2 separate regions of the Mus musculus genome follow, and region 2 is linked to region 1. The links are chromatin contacts, called in public promoter capture Hi-C maps. All regions are on one chromosome and are shown on one strand. Each heading gives the region's core, a stretch centred on a gene start, on an enhancer-like site or on the middle of the called end of the contact. The rest is flanking DNA. Distances are from core to core; before and after follow the strand shown.

Region 1 (4,395 bases), core at 530-3,029:
AAACTTCCATTCTGAGTAGTGGTCGAGTAAAGTTTATGTTCCCAAAACCTCCCTGGGAACTGACATCCTACTTGGCAGAAAGAGACATGTACACAGGTAACTGACATCCTGGTTGGCAAGTTAAGACATGAATATTAGACAAGTCCCATCCTGGTAGAGAAGTTAGGACATGAATATTAGACAAGGCAGGTTTCCTGCCACAGTTGAATACCCCAACCAATGGGAGCAGGGTAAATGCACAACAAAACATGTTCCTAAGGAAATCCTATCCCTAAATCCTGATTGGTGAAATAATTTGGCACAGATGTTTGTGGATTTGGGGCTTAAAAACCCTGTAAGATCTTAACTTGGGGTCATGGTTCAGTTCCCGAATCTGGACCATGGCCCTAGTTGACCAGTCCTGGGGCATCTGCTCAATAAACTATCCCTGTCTGACTGCGATCAGTGTTTGTGTGGTTTGTGAAGAGATTCCTAGACTCCAGGAGTATGCATGTATTATTTAGACATGAAAAAGAATAAGGTGTAATCTGTAGTACTGTGGAAAAATTATGCTAAGTAAAATATGCCTGGCAGAGAAAGCCAAAGCATGTTCTCACTCCTATGTGGAAACTAAAAAAGCTGATCTCAACGGGGTAGCACACACCTTTAATCCCAGGCAGCCTAGTCTACTCTCTAGTTCTAGGTCAGTTGGGGATACACAAATAAACCCTATCTTTACAAAAAGGAACAAACAAAGTTGATTTCATGGAAATAGAGAGTAGAACAAGAGGTCACCAAAAGTTAGGAAAGGGAAAAGATGGAGAGAAACATTCAATAATATTCAATAACAGGAGCCAAATACCAACAGACAGAAGCAAATGCTTATGTGGGGGCTACTGTTTGCAACAGTTTATATGCTGAGATGGAAATGGTAATGACCCTGACTTGACCATCACACACAGTACACTTTGTACCGACGTATCATCACACTGTACCTCATAAACATACAACTATAAGTCAATCCAAAAAAAAGGAGCTAGGAGTGATGACGCACTCCTGTAAATCCCAGAAGTCAGGGGATTAAAGGTGGCTAATCCGTAGCCAACATGAACTACAGGTGCAAATACCATGTACATACAAGACTGTCACAAACAAGCAAGGTCATGAGTGATGCAAAAAGCCAGTTACTTCTGGGTCAGCCTGAATTCACAGAGGCTGTTGTAGAATTAACTAACGATTTAAACCAGCTGAGTTCTGAAACAGGGCTTTTCCGAAATCTAATCGCAGCTGGGAAAACAAGCCAGTCGCAGTGAGAGGGCAGGGGCGCTGAATGGTTCCAGGCTTCATCCAATTAAATTACCAATCTATGGGATATCAAAAACTGCCTAATGAAGGTGCAGTAACCCCCACCTCACGCCCACCCTCAAATCCTAAGAGTAGGAAAAACACCATTTCCAAAAAACCTCTCTTCTCTGCCCAATCCCAAAACAGACGAAGCGCTGCACACAGGTCAGCATTCGCCAAACGCCCAGCCAGGCGGGGAGCTGGACCGCGCCGCCTCCCGGAGGGACTACTTGGCGTACGCCCCGGCCCCGCCACCCCAGCCCCGCTGGCCGCCCCGGCCTGGCCCCGCCTGGCCCGGCCCCGCCACGACGCTCCGCCCTGAGGCCGCCGCTAAGCCTCCGAGAATCTCCCCGCTTACCATCCCAAGCTTCACTTCAGCCATCTTGGCTCCGCCCACCGCTTCGCGACCGGAAGCCGACCGTTTCCCGGGCGACCAGCTGAGCAGGAAGTCAAAGCCAGGGAAGGAAGGAGGAACCTGAGCCCCTAAGGAGTTGTGAGTGGAAGGTCAGGCTGTGAGGTCAGTGAGTTCCAGGGTCTCAGCCACAGATGGATGGCTTAGCTCGGAAGGAATAGGTGAGGGGACTCGCAGCCAGAGCTTAGATAGCTCTGCACCGGGCTGGACGAATTTAGAGTGGAGCGTGTCAGTTAGATAGTAGACAACGAAGTTTATAACTTATGTTTCCAAGAGATTTGGTCTAAGCCTTACATTGGCAACAAAGTTTTTCAATGACATTTTGTGAGGAAAATATGCTTTCATCGCCAGTGGAAACAAATTGGTCAAGCTTCCAATAAGAGCAGCTTAGCCACAACTACCAAAATTAAAAATGCTTATAACCTTAACCCAACTGTTTCAATTATAGGAATTTATTCTATACATATAGACATAAGACATGGCTTTACATACAGAGGTATCCGATGTATCATTGTTTGGAATAACCAACACCCAAAAAAACAACCTAAATACCCAACAGTAGAAATCAAATAAATGATAAGTTCATATTGTGTGGCATCTGAAAAGAGACAACTATTTACATGGTAAGAGAATTGCCAAGGTATTCTATTATCAGATAAGGACAATGTGCAAGAAATGCATACAGTGTCTATGTTAATAAGAAGAAAGCAAAACTAAGAATATTATGTACATAATTCTTTATTAGAAAATATTTCAACTTGGGCGTGATGGTGCATGCCTTTAATCCCAGCACTCGGGAGGCAGAGGCAGGTGGATTTCTGAGTTCGAGGCCAGCCTGGTCTACAAAGTGAGTTCCAGGACAGTCAAGGCTATACAGAGAAACCCTGTCTCAAAAAAGAAAAAAAAGAAAGAAAATATTTCTAGGATATTTAAATACTAAAAGTGGTTCTCTCTAGGGAAGAGAACTGTATAGCAGGCAAGCAAAGAGCAGAGGTAGGCTGTTTAGAACTGTAATTTTACTCTACATGGACATACTTGTTTGTTTGTTTGTTTGTTTGTTTGTTTTCGAGACTGGGTTTCTCTGTGTAGCCCTGGCTGTCCTGGAACTCACACTGTAGACCAGGCTGGCCTCGAACTCAGAAATCCGCCTGCCAATGCCTGCTCTTTGGAAGGCAGAGGCAAATGGATCTTTGTGAGTCTGAGACCAGCCTGATCTACACAAAGTTCCAGGAAGGACAGTCAGGACTATGTAACAAGACCTTTTCTCAAAACGTTTAAAATAAAATAAAATGGATGCCAAAAAATGATAATCTAAGAGAGACTACTTTCCTTAGAAAAAAGAGATGGCACAAGAAATGGAAAACCAGGTAGGTGGAGGCACACACCAGCATTTGAGAGGCTGCAGACAGATCAGACTTTCATAAACAGTATTAGTAACATAGTGAGTTCCAGGTTAGCCTGCCTGGCTTCATAAAATCCTGTCGACAGACAGACAGACAGACATAGATAGATGAAATCCTGTTTCTGGATAGATGGGTGGATGGATGGGTGGACAGACAGAAGTAGAAGAGTAGAAAGAAGAGTCCAAGCACACTGGCTCATACGTGCAATCCAAGCACTCAGGAGGCTGAAAGCAATAGGGCTTCCAGGAATGTGGGCTACCGTGGGCTACATATGGGTTACAGATTAGGCTTGGCCACATGCTAAGACCTTATCTCCAAAACAAACAAGCTGATCACAGTGACACTAGTCTGTAATCCAAGCATTCAGGAGGCAGAGGCAGGAGGATAACCCTCAAAATAGGCCAGCCCGGTCTTGAAGATTTAAAAGAAAAAAAGCAGGTAGAGGTTACCTATGAAAAAGGTAAGGAATTTATGGTATGCTACCATTTGTGGAGTGATGGGTCAGGTAAGAACACCTGTGGCTCTTGTAGAGGACTGGGGTTCAGTTCCCAGCATCCATGTCAGGCACGCAGCTCTCTAGTGCTTGTAACATGGTACCCTTCTGGCTTCTGTGGTGAACATATAAACAGTCCTTCATCTACATGAAGACAATAAATCCTTTAAAAACAAAGAGACAGTGGAAAGATGGCTTAGTGGTTAAGCACCCATGCTCTTGCAGAGGAGCCTGGGCTGTCTCCCAGCGCCACACTAAGGCTGACACTGCCCACAATGGCAGTTTTAGGGATCGTCTTCTGACTACCACAAGCACCAGGCACATGTGTGCAAGAACATAAATGCAAGCAAAACACTCAGAACACAAAATACATAAATATAAAACAATTGTAAAAGAAGTGGGACATATTGGCGTAAGTGGTTACTACATAAGTATAATGGCATGCAAGACACAAAACCAACGAACAAGAAATGAAAAGCCCATCAGGTAATTTTAATAGACACAAGAAAGCCAGACAGCTTCAAAGCAGCTAAATGAAAAGAATGCACCTTCAGATCAACAGAACTACATGTGTGTAGTTTACTTAGAGTAAACTGATATCATCATCCACTGTTCAGCAACTTATTGTCTTTTAAAGGATGAGTGGGTGAATGTAATTATGTTGTGTACCTTCTGTCAAATCTATTTGTCTAGTATGCTGTGTGGACTATTGAGTTTAAATTCCCATTTGGTCAATTACAAATGAAAATTCTGCATATTTCAGG
Region 2 (3,961 bases), core at 200-2,699, 100 kb after region 1:
TTTTTAAAATGTATTTTTAGTTTGTGATATTCAAGAAAATATATCTAATAAGCTGAAATAAAGCCTCCATTTCAATTTAACCTGAATTTCCTGAACACTAAGTTCACTGTAAAATTTTCAATACAAGAAATTGTAGCAATTACTTAGATATTGGTTTGTTCAAATGCATACTATTATATAAATCCGCTTATAAATTCAAATCAGTGGGCTTTCTCTGTTACTTCTAAGTACAAAGCTAACAATATAACTTCTTACCTTTCCATTAGCTTCTCTTTATCCCAATTGAAGTGGCTAAGGAGTATTCTCGTGATAGTTGCTGGATTCTGAAGGAGGGGGGAAAAAAAACATTTTAAAGTAATTGTATCTCACTGACTTTTTTGTATGTGTATGTCTTTCTGTGAAGTCCAGGCTGGCCTTGAATTCACAATTCTCTTGCTCCCGAATCCCAGGTGCTAGGATTGTTTGCTTGCAACAAACTCAGCTATTTCACAGACATGTAAAAAAAAGATAGCAGGCTAGATTTCAAGTTCCCAAATAATGCACCCAAGTTTTCTGTCCTAATATATTTTTCTGCACCATGGCTGGAGCACTTAGTCCCTCCCAAAATACCCTTTCCTGGTTATTTATATTCCAAAGGAGATACAAATTTTTAGTTGTATGATCAAGATTATTTAAATAGCTCACCATATAATAGTTCATCCTTTATAGGGTTCAAAATAAGCCAAAAAGAAAGAAAATGTCAAAGTTAAGACCATACTAAGCCAAGTGAGGTTACCTACACATATAACCTCAGTGCACAGGAAGCTGAGGAAAAAAAGGAGACCAGTTCATACTATATAACAAGACCCTATCTTGAAAAGCAAACCCAAAATATCAAGTATTTGATAAAACTAATTTGTTGCATGGAGTCTCTAGCAAACTACCACATCAGCAATCTAAATATAATTAATAAAATTTGTAAGTAATAAAATTTGTAAGTCCATGTGTATCAAATAGTTAAAGAAACTCAAAGTTAGTGTATTTTAGATATATTAAACTAAACCAACAAAATATCTGTACCATGTAATAACACTATATATTCTTGGGATGTTCTTTCATATTATTTATAGAAGGAAAGTTAAAACTCTGAAATATAAGTTTGCTGTTCTCACAAATATTCCCATTTCTCATTAAACTAGCAAGCATAACTATTTGAGCACACTTTTTTAAAGCTTACAAGACAATGAGGCTTGGTGTGGTAGCTCACTTGTAATCTCAACATTTGGAAGGCTAAAGTAGGACTGCTGAGTTCCAGGTCAGTGCCACAGAATGAGGCCCTGTCTCAAAACCAGAAACTCAATGGGGCATAAGACTTCAGGGAAACTGAACTTGTTCCAAGATAGGAGAGCACATAACCATGTAGGAAGCAGAGCTTAAACCACGCCCTGAATAAACTCTATTCTATACTATACCGCTGTGTGGCTGGTCCCTCAGGGGAAAGGGATGACTCAGCATGGGCCCTGCATAGATAGGCACCCCCTTCCCCCACGCCTCACTACACATCAACAAAATGTATCCCCCCCTCTATCTTTTTATAACATATCACTATTCTCTTTCATTGTGTTTAATAATGGTATTAATTAAGTATTGATTTAAAATAATCTAATAAGAGTGTCATTAATCATCAAAAAGAAAAGTTTCAGGAGCTGTAGAGATGGCTCAGAGGTTAAGAGCACTGACTACTGTTCCAGAGGTCCTGAGTTCAATTCCCAGCAACCACATGGTGGCTCACAACCATCTGTAATGGGATCTGATGTCCTCTTCTGGTGTGTTTGAAGACAGTGATAGTGTACTCATATAAAAGAGATAAATCTTTAAAGAAAGAAAGAAGAAAAGAAAGAAATGTGATGTCTCAATTATTCTCAGCAACACCATCTGTTACCACCTCCGTAGCCCCTGCAATCCACATCATTTATCCTACCCCTATTCCCCCAAAAGACCAATGACCAAAGTACTTTTCTACTCATCCAGGCTCACTTTACTACCTAACTTCCTTATTCAGAGAAGCCCTAAGTCTTTTAACCCTTTTAACATCATACTCCAGAATAAGAATCTTGCTGGGTAGCACACACCTTTAATCCCAATGATCAGGATGCAAAAGCAGGAGGCTCTCTGTGTGAGTTCAAGGCCAGCCTGAGTTATAGAAAGAAATTCTAAATGTTAAGATAAAAAGGAAAATGATTAAGCTGACCCTAAGTATTAATATACTTACTATGGAACCAAAATTGAATCTAATAACATGGACTGGGCTAGTTAAGATTCTAACTTTGTGACATTATACACACCTCCACGAAACAGTGCACCTGAAAGTTTCAGGAATTAAGTTTCAACTTACAAAGAAAAACTAGAGAAAGGATGAGCAATGTCACTAGTGCTTCTTCTGAGTTCTAGTAGCAAAGGTTGTTGTAGCCATTGTTGGTTTTATCAAAACTTTAGTAAGTTAGGAGCCGGGCGTGGTGTTGCACGTCTTTAATCCCAGCTCTTGGGAGTCAGAGGCAGGCGGATTTCTGAGTCTGGTCTACAAAGTGAGTTCCAGGACAGCCAGGGTTATACAGAGAAACCCTGCCTCGAAAAACAAAACAAAACAACCTTACTATGGAAGGTTTTCTCAACTCTTAGGTTCAATCTCACATTTTCTAGTCACCTGGAAGCACTCACTGCCAAAATTGACTCAGACGACTTGCTTCAGAGTAGCTAGCAGGCTGATCACTGTAAGTAAACTGGGTAAAGAGAGGTGGTGGGAAAATGGATCTTATCACAATTATTCTTTAACAGGCCATATATTAATTACTTTATAAATTTTATTTAAGTCTCAAAGCACTCTATAAACCAGGCACTAGTTCATGCCTGTTACATAAGCACTCCAGAAGTCAGGGCAGCAGAATTACTGCAGGGTTAAAGCCAACCTAAGCTATATTGTGAGTCCCATGATGAATGTTAAGGCCCAAAACAAAAACAAAAACAAAACAAAAAAAGCACTCTGTAAACACACTTCACTAGCTAGCTTTGTTTTTACTTTTTCTTTTTAAGAGAGAGATCTAACTATGTCTAAAAATGTAATAATATTCTCTTGCTTAGCCTCCCAAGTGCTTGGATCACAGACCCATTCTCTTATCCCCTAACTTTAAAAACCTTTGTAAATATGAGAAAAATAGAACTAGGTTACAAAAATTAATCTCATGCATTAAGTGGAACAGCTGTAAATCAAAACTATGATCTGTCTTTACTGTCCCTTCCACTATACCATGTAGCAGAACTAGAAAGAATATTAATGATCCATAACTAACTAGTCATGTATTACAGCCTTTACGTTCCCCACCAAAAGGTTATTCAGAACAAGGTGGGAGGAAACACGGTCAGAATACAAGGAAGCACTAGGAACTTCCAGAGGGACTAAAAAAGGTTCTTTATTTAGAATGTCACATAAAAGTAACCTATCTATATACAGCAAGCCCTATTTGCTGTGGTATGTATGTTCCAAGATCCTCGGTGGATGTATGAAACTGCAGACAATGGCAAAGTCTACAATACAGGTACTGGAATACTTAATCAATTGATGATACACCCAAATGGGCTAAGATAACACAAACCCTAACATTAAGACAGAAACTGGGACTAGGATATGGGATATTGTTGTGATAAACAGACCTGACCATGTGTTTTACAGAGGATTGTGGTGAAATTTGAACTTTGGATTGTCCCAGTGTTTCTATTGCTTTGATAAACTCCAGGACCAAAAACAAATAGGGAAGAAAGAATTTATTCCATCTTATGGTCTATCATCTTCAGAAGTCAAGAAAGGTGTTCAAGACAGGAACCTGGAGGAAGGAACTGATGCCACTAAGGAATGCTGCTTACTTTACAGGCTTGTCCCCTATGGCTTGCTCTACTTTCCTATAGCATCCAGGACCACCAAACCAAG

The links. Promoter capture Hi-C pulls out the DNA fragments that hold promoters and counts their contacts.
Region 2: a contact with region 1 is called in a promoter capture Hi-C map of the HPC-7 cell line. The contact joins the enhancer-like site here to the promoter of Bbs4 in region 1. A contact is called at or near these places in 10 of 39 promoter capture datasets (the 3T3-L1 cell line, the C10 cell line, the HPC-7 cell line and 6 more), 2 of 15 datasets of contacts at CTCF or cohesin (CD8 T cells and the NIH/3T3 cell line), 8 of 484 Hi-C or Micro-C datasets (the G1E-ER4 cell line, bone marrow-derived macrophages, embryonic stem cells and 3 more), 2 of 115 datasets of contacts at active chromatin or transcription factors (embryonic stem cells and large pre-B cells) and 3 of 9 other capture datasets (adipose tissue, liver and pancreatic islet).

Annotation. Positions count from the first base shown.
Region 1 is chr9:59,351,729-59,356,123 of GRCm38.p6, forward strand. Bbs4 (Bardet-Biedl syndrome 4 (human)) reads right to left here and starts at 1,780. Exons shown (of 16, transcript NM_175325.3): 1 at 1,682-1,780. The coding sequence starts at 1,705.
Region 2 is chr9:59,454,147-59,458,107 of GRCm38.p6, forward strand. Arih1 (ariadne RBR E3 ubiquitin protein ligase 1) reads right to left here. Exons shown (of 14, transcript NM_019927.2): 2 at 256-323. Among named protein-coding and RNA genes, the nearest start is that of Gm20199, 26 kb to the right of the region's middle. Within about 2 kb of position 1,450, at least 35 of the 459 cell types and tissues checked have an H3K27ac peak or open chromatin away from gene starts, as enhancers often do. A contact at or near this core is called in the G1E-ER4 cell line, the HPC-7 cell line, embryonic stem cells and 2 more, where this site is marked.